Regions from separate parts of the Gossypium arboreum genome. Here region 2 is linked to region 1. Evidence: chromatin contacts called from public Hi-C data. All regions are on one chromosome and are shown on one strand. The core of a region is the stretch at or near the end of the contact, and the rest is flanking DNA. Distances in the headings are between cores, read along the strand shown. Region 1 overlaps LOC108471749 (thylakoid lumenal 16.5 kDa protein, chloroplastic). Region 2 holds the start of LOC108472111 (EIN3-binding F-box protein 1-like).

What was found. Hi-C and Micro-C count contacts between places; a contact is called where the count stands out from the background.
Region 2: a contact with region 1 is called in a Hi-C map of leaf, with 2.8 times the contacts expected there. The contact joins the promoter of LOC108472111 here to the enhancer-like site in region 1. A contact is called at or near these places in 2 of 5 Hi-C or Micro-C datasets (both in leaf).

What each region holds. Positions count from the first base shown.
Region 1 is chr7:101,331,757-101,337,819 of ASM2569848v2, forward strand. It overlaps LOC108471749 (thylakoid lumenal 16.5 kDa protein, chloroplastic), which reads left to right. Exons shown (of 4, transcript XM_017773323.2): 1 at 1-254; 2 at 511-650; 3 at 741-813; 4 at 911-1,307. The coding sequence ends at 1,020. Among protein-coding and RNA genes, the nearest start is that of LOC108471749, 3.3 kb to the left of the region's middle. Within about 2 kb of position 2,460, at least 2 of the 2 cell types and tissues checked have an H3K27ac peak or open chromatin away from gene starts, as enhancers often do. A contact at or near this core is called in leaf, where this site is marked.
Region 2 is chr7:101,393,219-101,399,281 of ASM2569848v2, forward strand. It overlaps LOC108472111 (EIN3-binding F-box protein 1-like), which reads right to left and starts at 3,707. Exons shown (of 2, transcript XM_017773629.2): 1 at 3,282-3,707; 2 at 567-3,122. The coding sequence starts at 3,306. The coding sequence ends at 1,222.

The sequences.
Region 1 (6,063 bases), core at 1,210-3,709:
TCAAAATGTCCAAAGAAGAACCCTTTGCAAAGCATTCAATGAATCACCACCACCAACTCCAGCTTTAACTAAAAGAGGCTTCTCCCTTTGCTTCATCACCAGCTTAGTGTTGGCTCCTGGTAATGGTTGCTCCAATGCCATTGCAGCAATTCTAGAGGCCGATGATGATGAAGAGCTCTTGGAGAAAGTCAAGAAGGATAGAAAGAAGAGGCTTGAAAGACAAGGAGTAATCAGCTCATCGGGTCAAGAGAAAGGTTGGTTGAAGTTAGTTCTATGTTCTTCCTGTGTTTGATTGAAGTTCTATGAAACCTTGTTTATGTCTCAATGAAATTGAATTTGATAATCTGCTTTATTATTATGTCACCAGTACAATATGAATATATGATGGCTTTCAATGGGGGGAGATGATGTTTATTACATTTTCCATGCCATTTTCTCACATTCAATAGTAAATATTCATATCCACGATGCTGTTTGCTGACATTAGAGCAATGAAATTAAATGTTGCAGGGTATTTGCAGGATGTGGTGTATAAGTTAAGCGAAATAGGTCAAGCCATTGACAACAATGATCTATCTACAGCTAGTTCAGTTCTTGGGGGAAGCACTGATACAGAGTGGGTCAAGAATGCCAATGTAGCCTTCAACAAGGTCACTGATAAATGTCATATTAGTTCAGTTCTTGATGGCTTATGTTCTAGAGATGTCATGAGTGGTTTTCTTTACTGTTGTTCTTAACAGCTGAGCTCTAGCCCTGAAGAAAAGACTCAAGTGGAGACGTTCAATTCTTCATTAGCTTCATTGATATCATCAGGTGGTCACTCTTTCAAATAAAACCTAATATTCCAGCATCGAAATCGAACAATCTGATCATGATAATGGCTTTCTCTTGTTTTGCATTTACTCTGCAGTTACAAAAAATGATGTTGAATCATCCAAAGTAGCATTTGTGACATCTGCAACTGCATTTGAGAAATGGACGACCTTGACAGGGCTCGTTGGACAACTTAAAGGACTTTGAAGATAAGGATGATGAATCTACATTTTGTTCTTTCTTTTAGCTTCCATTTGAAACACATTTAATGTTCCATGTATCATCCACTGGAGATTTTACTGGAACCAAATACTACCCTTTTTTTCTTTTGTTTCTTCGTTTTGACAATTCATCTAGTCCAAAACTTGAGGTTAACAAGTTGTTTCTTTCATAAGAGTTGTAATAACTTTGCTCAATTTGTTTGAGCTTCGGTTGTTAGTAATATTTCTCAATCTCAAAAGCACCACAAATTTGTGATGCAATCATTGAAGTTAGCTGCCCTGGATCTTGTTTTATCAGTAAACCAGTTTGTGAATCTGCAACAGATTGCAACATACCAGAAGGGCATTAGGAGTTTCATCCATTACTGTAACTTATAACTTAACACCACATATTACATCCATTTGCTGTATTAGATGCCATGACATTACATATATCACTGTAAACTATAGCTCTGACCAATACATAGGAAACAGCCACATTAGACAGCTATCTACCATTATATAGAAAAGATGTTTCAGTGAACAATCAGTTACTATCCCTAATGAAACTAGAGTTGTTTGCAGCGTCCAAAAATCTAAAAGGGTCACAAGGGGGAGTAAAAGAGACGCCTACATCGTGTTAATCTATTGCATATGGAAACTCAAGGCTTGACCTCACCTGCATTACTACCGTTCTGAATTGCTGCTTCTGTTTTCTTACTAATTTCATTGCCAACTTAATAGTTTTGTCCCTCATTACAAATAGATAATTGTTTCTCCTTGATTGCTCCTTCAGATTCACTGGTGCTTCTTTCTTGTTTCGCTTTTTCTTCTCCTCCCACCTCATTTTGTTTTCTTTTCTGTTCCCAAGATTGAAGCTCTTTTTCAGCTTCAGCCACTGGTTGTTTAACCTTTCCTTCAATCAACAAACTCTCCAACCTTTCTTCTTCCGTTGGAGCAAATAAATCCAGAAGCACCAGCTTGAAATCCATCCTGGGACTTCTCAGATACTGCTTTAGCATTTTCCTTACGTTCTTCGATATCAGTAGATATATTAGCATCTTCTGCATGTTGAACTTCTTGAGAAGTGGGTTCAGTTTTGCTATTAGCATCTTCTGTTTCATCTTTATTCTAATTTTCATTTTCCTTCGCAGCAACCTTTCCAGCCTCTCCTTCCACATTCATTTTCTCAGACTTTTCAGCCTCTCCCATATGAATGTCTTTAGTCTCCTCAATTCCTCCAGATGCAGTCTCGGATACCTTGTTATCCTTCGAAGCCGCTGCCTCGTTTTTTTGAAGGTTCACTTTCTGTTGTTGGCATTGCTTTTACCTTCTCACTAATCCTTGCAGATCTCCTTGGGGTCTCGCCGGTGCCCCAATAAAATTCTGATACCGCTGGACCCCCAGGGTGCGCTTTAAGGTACTTTTCCAATTGCCTCTTGTTACTAATATCCTCCCCTGTGGGAGCAATGAATATGATCTCATGTTTCGTAGGAGACACCCCTTTCTTTGGTATGAACTGCAAGCAGAACAAAACACTTGAGATTGCACTGACCTGTTGATAAGAGTCATCGGAAGGAAGGGATGCAATGAAAGCCCTAGATAAGTCAAAATGACATGACAAAACTAGTGTAGCCAACTTTGGAATTTAAATACATTGGGATCCATAAATATTCTTAATTAAAAATTTTTTCTACCATATTTTCACATATATATGATAAAACTTTTTTCCCTATTTTTAACAAAGTATTAATTATATCTAATCACCATAAAATAAATATACTTGCAATTAAAAAGTATTTCCAGTTGCAGTTAAAATAAGAAAAAAAATTGTCACTAGATATATAAATAATAATTTATCGTCTTATTTTGCAGTTGTTGAAGTCATATTCATCACTTGTCATTATATATATATATATTATTTTAGAATTTTTAATAATTATTTATAACTTTTATAATGTTTTATAACTTTATGTTGGTCCATGACAAATCTAGATAAATGGGCATCTAAAATCAAATAAATTTAGATGTTCATTTCTTAAGGTTCATGTATTCTTTTAATTTTAATATATTTTAAAAAAATTGATGTGATGTGACATGTCATGTCATGTCAACATATTTATCTACGTAGCATGACTTATATTAACTTCTTATAATTTCATCGGTCAAGTCGGTGATCATTAATAATAAAATTGATTACCATTGGTTTTTATTAATAGAAGAGGATAATTAAAATTTTTAATCAATTATGGTTCAATTGGGTGTACTTTTCTTTAAAATTTTAATTAATTTTTAATTTTCTCCTAAGAGTTATTTCTAAAATTAGAAAAAACATAATTTTCAATTTACCATTTACTAGAGAGTATAAATATAGTGTATATTTGTAGCCCACTGGATAGTATGGATTGTTCATTTCTAATCCATTTAATTTGTGGGTCACCATTTTATGGCTTGTCCTGCCCATATAAGAATGAACAGAAAAAAAGCCCATAAACGTAACTGGGGACCATTAACAGAGCCCGATAATATTATAATTTATTAACAGAAATTTACGCTCATGAAACAATTATTTTTTTTTGAAAAATAGAAATCATAGAAGAAAACGTGAAAATAAAAAAAAACAATAAAAACTATTTTTATTGTTTTTACTAAAAATGTTGTGTAAAAATGAAAATGATAAAAATAAGAGTTTTTAACTTTAAGATGAATTGCTATAAAAAAATTAAGATGAATTGGACCTAGTCTAAACTCGTATAAACATAAAAATATTTATTTTTAACAGTTCTTTTAATATTAAATCTAGTCCATTGGTTCGAATCTATATAAATGTAATAGTTTTATTTTATTTTTTAAAAGAAAAATAATTACGAACATGTTTTCATGTTTAAAAACAAATTTTATTTCTATTTTCTAAACTTATTTTTCAATTTTAAAAAATAAAAATGAAATTATTTTCTGCAATGATAAAATATTTTCAAATTTTGGACATTAAAATATTTAAAAATATTTAATAAAATCATTAAAAATCATAAAAAATGGACCCAAAAATCATAAAACTTGTAAATTTATTTTAAAAATCATAACCTTTTTTTTGAAAATTATAAAAATATTTTAGAATTATAAGTATGCAAAACGTAAATAAAAATAAAAATATTCACAAAATTTAAAAAAAATCATTTGCTTGAAAATCTAGATTTTTTTTTAGAAAATCATAAAATTTTATCATATTTTTAAAAATTTTATGGAATTTTTTTCTCTTGATGAAAGTTTTATATTTTTAAGGAATTACGAGATTTTAGTTAAAAAACATAAAATTCTTTAAAAGGAGTAGAAGCCCAAAATAAAAGAATGCCAAGGAATATATATTTTAAAGCTTTTTGAGAGTTATTTGACGTGAGTTATGAGAGTATGAATCTTTTTCTTCTTTTGACACTCTAATTTCATACATTATAATTTCAGATATAGATATAACTTTAATTTTAATTAATCATTTTCTTGGAACCTAAGAGGAGAAAATTTCTTATACGTTTCTAAAAGATATTATTTAACTACATCTATCCCACTGAGCCAACTTTTAAAGAATTTTATGAATTTTAATAAAATAACTTAAAATTCCTTAAAATATAAAATACTCATTAAAAATGCAATAAAAGCCCTAAATATTCCAAAAAAAATCATAAAATTTTAAGATATTCTAAAAAACACTTAGAATTCCAAACAATCTATTTTTCAAAAATTTTTATGAAAATTTTAAATCTTATAAAGATTCACATACTTATAAATTTAAAAATATTGTTTATGATTTAAAAAAAATAGACTATGATTTTTAATTTTTAAAATAATTTTCCAAGTTTTAAGATTTTTGGGTTTTCATATTTTAATTATTTTTTAGATTTTAATGAAATTTTTAAAAATTTTCTGATATTTTTAAAAATTAAGATTTTTACTTTTAATTGACACATGGCAATGTATTATTGGATGATTAAACATTTTTAGCGAAAAGTATATAGGTGAGTAATAGAAACAAATTAAAAATAATACATGTATCAAAATGATAATTTAATAAAAATACAAGAGCAAAAAATATTATGCCAAAAACTACATATAAGTTTGTTGCCAGAGAATTGTACATAATGTTTAATGTAATGTAACAAATTTTATGGTCAATGCCTATTTGGTTCTTTAATCATCAAATTTAGCTACAGTTGTTTGGATAGTAATGACACTATAACAAAATTGCCATATACCAATAGAATAAATCCGTTGGTGTAAGCCTCAAAATCCGTCGCTATATATCTTAAAGATTTATATCAATGGTCAAAAGGGATACCTCGACGAAAAGGTGATCGTAGCTATAGGGGCGTATCAGTAAAAACCTATAGGCGTAATATCTCTAATCCTATAATGACGGCTTGCCGTCAGTAAAGCGTTTTAGGACGCTACCATACCTTTATCGACAGTAATCTCTATCAGCACATTACTATATGATATGGTGACGGATTGCCAGACAATTTCCGTCAATGAAGACATATTTGACCTTTTTTTATTTTGTCGTTGGTATAGGACTGAAATTCGTCAGCAAAATTTTTTAGTAATAATTAAAATTTTTTAAGCATTTTCATAATTATATTTAATTTATTAAAATAACTATTTTAAAATTATTAAATGAAAAATATAATTATAATCATTCATATAAATTAAGAGAAAAAGGGCGAATCACAAATCTAAGCCAAGTAAATTTGATGACATCTTCATTATCCATACTCCATCAAACAGATGTGTACACCAAGTAACTAGTTAATTTCCTTACATCAAACACAATGCCACACATAAGTTTACTCATGAAAAACAAATTTACAAAATTATTATCCCTAAAAAACAACAATTATACACCACCTTACATGAAGTTTGCAAAACTTTGGAGCCTACTACCTATAGCTATGCATTCGATCATAGTCTTCCATGGAAGTACTTCCTTATTCCTTTCGTGTAACTCTTCTTGTAAGTTTCCGTTATGAATGTACTCAAACACCAAGGCCCCTTCCTCTTA
Region 2 (6,063 bases), core at 2,457-4,956, 63 kb after region 1:
AAAAGATGAAAATTGTTAACTAAGGGGCTTAATTAATTTATTGATTTTAAAAAAAAAAAGAGATTGTATGAAACTGTGATCCACGTTATCCATTAAATTTGAATTTTTTTAAGAGGAAAAGGCTGAAAATCAAGATGAAAAATCTGATTTGTCATTTTCCTATTAGAAAAAGGATAGAATAACGTGGAATAATAATTTTATAGTATATTTTCTCTTTTCTCTTTTGATTAATGGCAAAAACTCTTTTCTCTTTTCTCTTTTCTATTTTGATTAATGACAAAAACTCAATTATGCGGATTTAAATTGAGAGGGTTCATTGATTTTTTTAGTCATATAAGCCATCACAAAATTTGCAGCAATCCGCACTACTGTTATCCATCAGTGAATCGCTCTCCCTTCTAAATTCCTATTATTAAAAGGATTTGGACATAGAAAAATCATGCCAAGTGTTTTCGCCAAAAAAAATCCCAATGTTAAATCGGTGATGCTAGTTACAATAATTAAACAAGGAGTTACTAAAGCCAAACGTTCAACACCATGGTTCTACAATCAATAAGATATAAGTATAAAGAAAAAAGTATAGAAAGTTTCATTGATGATAACAGTGTAGTTGCAGTCGTACAATTCATATCATTTACAAGGAAAAAGGCTACACGAAGACTAGGATTTGAACCGAAATGCCCAAAGCAACCACTACGGTGATACCGATAAAAAGACACACAGAATCACCCCTGCAGGAGTTTCAAACACCGGCAGACCTTTGAAAAAGATTATTAAAATCTAAGATGGACAGATCCAAATACCAGTTTTCATAGGACCAGAAATGAAAGAAAGCATTTCGACGAAAATGTATTATAAAAGCTAAAACACCAAGTTGGGATGAAGAGCTACGATGATCATGAGAGGAAACTTAAACCCATGACTTGATGACAGAACTCTCCAGGACCCATGGCTATGAAACTGCCTCAGGTAATTGGGGGCTTCATAGATATAACAGGCTGAGAAACCCTGCAAAAAAAAAGAAAAAAAAGGTGATGGATCGGCCATCTGCAAAACAGCCAAAGTCCCCAGGAAAACACCAAATCATAGAGCTACCAGCATGATCGCTTTGCTGGACCAAAAACTTGTGTGCGGAATTTAGGAGTTTGATATTTCTCTCATCCTTTACGACATATAATGTAGTTGTTTGGATCTGGCTCTGGGCTCAACAGCCCTCTTTGATTAGAAAAGGATGTCACATCTCCACAAGCACTCTACAAGCAGCTCAACAGTTCGAGCACTGATTGAATTGCAGTGCTGGAGATTCAATCCCACCAGGGTCTTGCCCAATTGTTTTAGGAAAGGCATGCTTTTGTTTGAAACTCCCAAACAGCCTGAAAACGAAACGACTTGCAAATTGAGTTGCTCTGCATGAGATAAGGCAGCAACACCGGAATCGGAGATTGCACACCTGGAGACATCCAAATCATTGAGGAAAACACAATTGTCTGCAACTGCCACCAAACTTGCATCAGTAATCCTGCGGCAACCATCAAGATTGAGCAATTCAACGGTTCCACCATGTAACCTGGTCAAGGCCAAAACTACCTCATCTGTCAAATTTAAGCAGCCGCTCAAGTTCACCTTTGCAAGTCCTTCCTTGCAACTCTCCAGAAGAGGCAAGAGACCTGCATCTGTGATGCCATAAAGTCCACTCAGATCTACATGTTGAAGCTGAGGGCACAAATTGCCCACCATAGCCAGGCTGGCAGTCCCAAACCCGGGGCAGTTCTTTACGGACAAGGATTTAAGTGAATTGCAAGGGGAGGACAAAGGAGTATCCAAGGATATATCCCTAATTCCCATACACTTTACTAGAGCAAGAGATTTTAATCCACAGTTTGAGAGGAAACCAATAATCCCAGATTGTGTGACCTTGTTGCACTCCTCCAATTGCAGGCACTCAAGAGAACCTTGGGCCTTGGAGAAAGCCAGCAAGCCATCATCCGAGACAAATCTACAACTGCGAAGGCACATCTGCTTCAGGTTTGCACATCCTTTTCCCATGGCTTCAAGACTAACATCTGTTAGCCCCCGGCATGAAGTAATCATCAAAGATACCAACTTTTGCAAACCCTGAGCGTTACCCATGACCCAAAATCCTTTCTCGCTCACATTTCCTAAACCACTGAGCATTAGATTTGTCACAGACTTGCCGTAGTATCCTATCACAGAAAGAGAAAAATCTGAGATTTTTAATCCCTCAAGCTTGACCTTTGAAAGAACAGAGGATGCTAATGAAAACAGGCTTGAAACTCCATGATCTCCTACAAGTGGACAGTCCTTGATAGAGATGGACTGCAGCTTGGGGCAAAGCTTTCCGACAGCTTGGAGGCTCTCATTACCAATCTTTGGACAAGATTCAATTCTTAAAGCGGTCAAATTAAGACAGTTCTCTGCAATCGCAATCAGACCCTTGCTTGAAACTGCAGGGCACTGGCAAAGGTCAAGCTTCTCCAACAAATGGCATTCTTTAGCTATCTCATACAGACCTACATCTCCAACATGAGGGACGTTCCACAAAGAAAGTGACTTGAGAGAAGGGCAACCACGGGCTATGGAAGATAGACCAAAGTTAGTTACTCCGCAAGAAGAGTTGCTTCCACGAATAGAAAGCTTTCCCAGTCCACCACGACCACTGGTTCCAACAGCAACTGCAGCAAGCCTCACGTCAGTTGCTTTCTTCCCTTCCAAGCACCTTGTAAGATACCCACCATTTTCATTAGATGAGATTGTCTCGATGGCATAAGAAACCGAATCAATATTCTCCTTGACGACATTTGATGACCTGTATTCACCCTTGCGAATGCTGCTCAGAAGCCTAAGCCACCTCTTTGAGACGCAAGCACACAAGCTCCTTTCTCTGCCACTAGGAAGTCGCTTGAAGATCTCAAAAATACATTCACCGGGAAGGTCATTGATTGATGGTTGCTTGTTCTGCTCAAAATCAGTTTCCCGAAAGAGAAATGGGGCACTAATACGAACTCTTTTATGAGGAGGCCAATACACATCCGCTTGGGAACTGATTGAACACAATCTGCCCAACTCTATGGAGTTTTTCCTAATAAAAAAATCATCATCACCTGAAATTCCAGTGGACCTACAATAAGTGGTTTCCATATAAAGCATAAACTTCAAACAATTTAATCAAATCTCAGAATTATAAATAGACCTAATAAATTCATAGCTAACTTTTTACCCACTATAAACAAGAAGAAAACAAATAAAAAAGAATAGCTTACCGCTGTAATTAACAAGAGCAGGCATGGTTGAACCTCAAAGAAGGCACCTTTGTGAGAAGCCTCTAATCCCAAAACGGAACACTCAACAAGGGAAGACGTTAATAAACAGACCAAGTATAACCCTTGAAAGCTTGAATGCATCAGAACTTGTTTAAAACAATGAGCTCAGGAACCCCAATAATTAGGGGGAAAAAGATGGAAAGAAAGAAGAAAAACGAGAACTGGGCTTTTTGTATTACATGAAACAAAACAGAAGTATTCTATTTATTTGGTTTGAAGAAAAGAAGAGAGATGTTGTGTTGGGAAATTTCCATGTTGTTATTATTTTAAATATTCATGTTTTTGTTGCAGATACATTAACTGACAGCTTTCTGCTACATGCAATGTACCTTCAGAAACTTGTTTATTCTTTTCTTTTCTCAGTCCAACCAAACACTCCATTACCGGTTATATAGCCAACTTTATTGAATTAAATAATAAGGTATACTAATTAAATTTTAATTCGATTGATATGAATATTATTATTAATATAAGAAAATTGAGTTTGAGTGTACTAAAGTGTATTACTATAGATAATTTTAGATATTGTATTGAAAAGAAGAAGTATTATCATAACCTATAATAGAGGGTATTTAAGCTAAGTTTTAGGATCACTAATCTGTATTTATTATAATATAATAATTATTATTTTATGAAGTAAAACATCCCAAGGTCTATGTAGTATAAGATAAGAAATAATTTAATGGAACTATTTTGTTTTTCTTTTGCAAAAGACAGCATCCGCCTTAAAACTTAGGAATAATTGACAATCTTAGGGAAAGCAACGCCCTTAGTGTCCGGCTTCAACAGTGGAACTACCTCGCGAGGTGATTGGTCAAATAGATACAAAGTTCTTTTGCCGATGGATAAACTGCAGCTCACAACGCCAATTGTGGTGCATCGACTCCTTAATGACTCATGCATACAATAAAATGCAACAAACATGTACTATTTAATGAAATAATTTAATACATACTTGATTTAAAATGGTAAGATTAAAAGCAATTTAAGACCGCGTTAACAAGGAAAAATTCATAATTACAAGTATAACAATTATGGACATGTATAAATTTATCATTGATCAAATTTTAAAATTTAAGAATATTAGATAAATTCAAGCACGTTTAATCGTAATATTTTTATACTTCACAATATAATATTTTTATCATTAGATTAAGAGATTGTTGACGACATTTATCATATCTGAATTGAACAAAAATAACATATACAAGATATTTAAAAACAATAATTTAAAATAAATTCAAAGAGTTTTTGATCATATAAATTAAAATATAAATTTGGAGAATTTGTGGTTAACGTAATTGATGAGTAAGAAGAATTCTTTGCATCAATCTCACATGTCGGCGTACCGTAAACGAGAATAATTGAATTTGTAAATTTCGGTTGTCGTTAACTAATGTTTATAAATATAAATTTAATGTTTTCTTGTTCCAATTTTTCAGCATAGCATAGCCGAATTACTGAGTGACTACTTGGAAAGTGGGATTACATCTAAGTATTCTTATTGTATTTCAAACAATTTACGGCCACACTCTTTTATAGGTATAGAATTTAATGATTCTTAAGATAATTTGTTGTGGTTATTTAAGTTGTTAATTTGTTAATAGTAATAAAGAGAATAAAGATTAGTCTTGGTTTTTACCCTTTTTGCACGTATCATTCTGACATGCACATTTGTTCTCACAAATGAATCAACTTATCTTTTAGCTAGTTAGGTTATCAAAATCCCCCAAAAAAAAAAAAAACATAAATTAAAATAACATGTAAGACGGGATGGAAGAGAACATGGTCAAATGAATCTGTTGAAATTCAAGCAATCTTATTATCCTTTGAGTATAAAATTTGTTGTTTTACCTTTTCTTTCTTTTTCTTACTAGTTTCAAAATATTCATTGTATGTGCATGAATCCTGAATTTCTAATGTGCATGCATATATCCAACCAGTATTATCTTCTACGGAAAGATCATGCAAAAAGTTTTCCCTTTTGGAGGGCTTGAGTTTTTCAAAGATGAACACTCAGTCCAAACATAAATTTATAAAATTTAGGTTGTCTAAAACATTAATTTTCAATAAAGGGAGAGGCCGGGCCACTACTTGTCCTTATACAAACTAATTAGTAGTTATATATTTTTTAATTGATAGAAAATGTTGATAATGTGATGGATGTGAAAAAGATGTAACTTTTGGGTCGTTTTTGGTACCTTTGCTGTCGTTGGCTAATGGCAAAACTAACAGGTGATTGTTATTTTTTGTGATGTTTACTCGTGTTCATGCACCTTTGAAGTTTGGGATTCTTTGGAAATTTCATGGCATCTTTTTGTTTCAAGCCCTGCCTTTGACCAGATTCATTTTTAGAATATTGATAGTGTTGTTTGTAAATGTGGATTATAGATTAAGCATTTTAAGAGAGTTTCGGCGTCTTGATCACTTGAACAAATATAATATATAATATATAGTCGCGCGTCATCGACTGACGCTTAGGCCGACATGCGGGATGGTTTGCTGAAAACCCCCTGCTGATGAATGAATTAAAATATTAAATCATTCAACGACCACCACACTTCGTCTTTGTTTTCTTAGTTCACAGAATTGGAACATCTTTATTAAACAACAAACTAGTTTCTTTTGCCTTTTTTTTACTTTATGGGGCAGCAAATTGCTATGCTTCTCGCCCTACTATAACATCATCTCTTGGTTTGGTGAGCTAGAATTATTTGAGCCC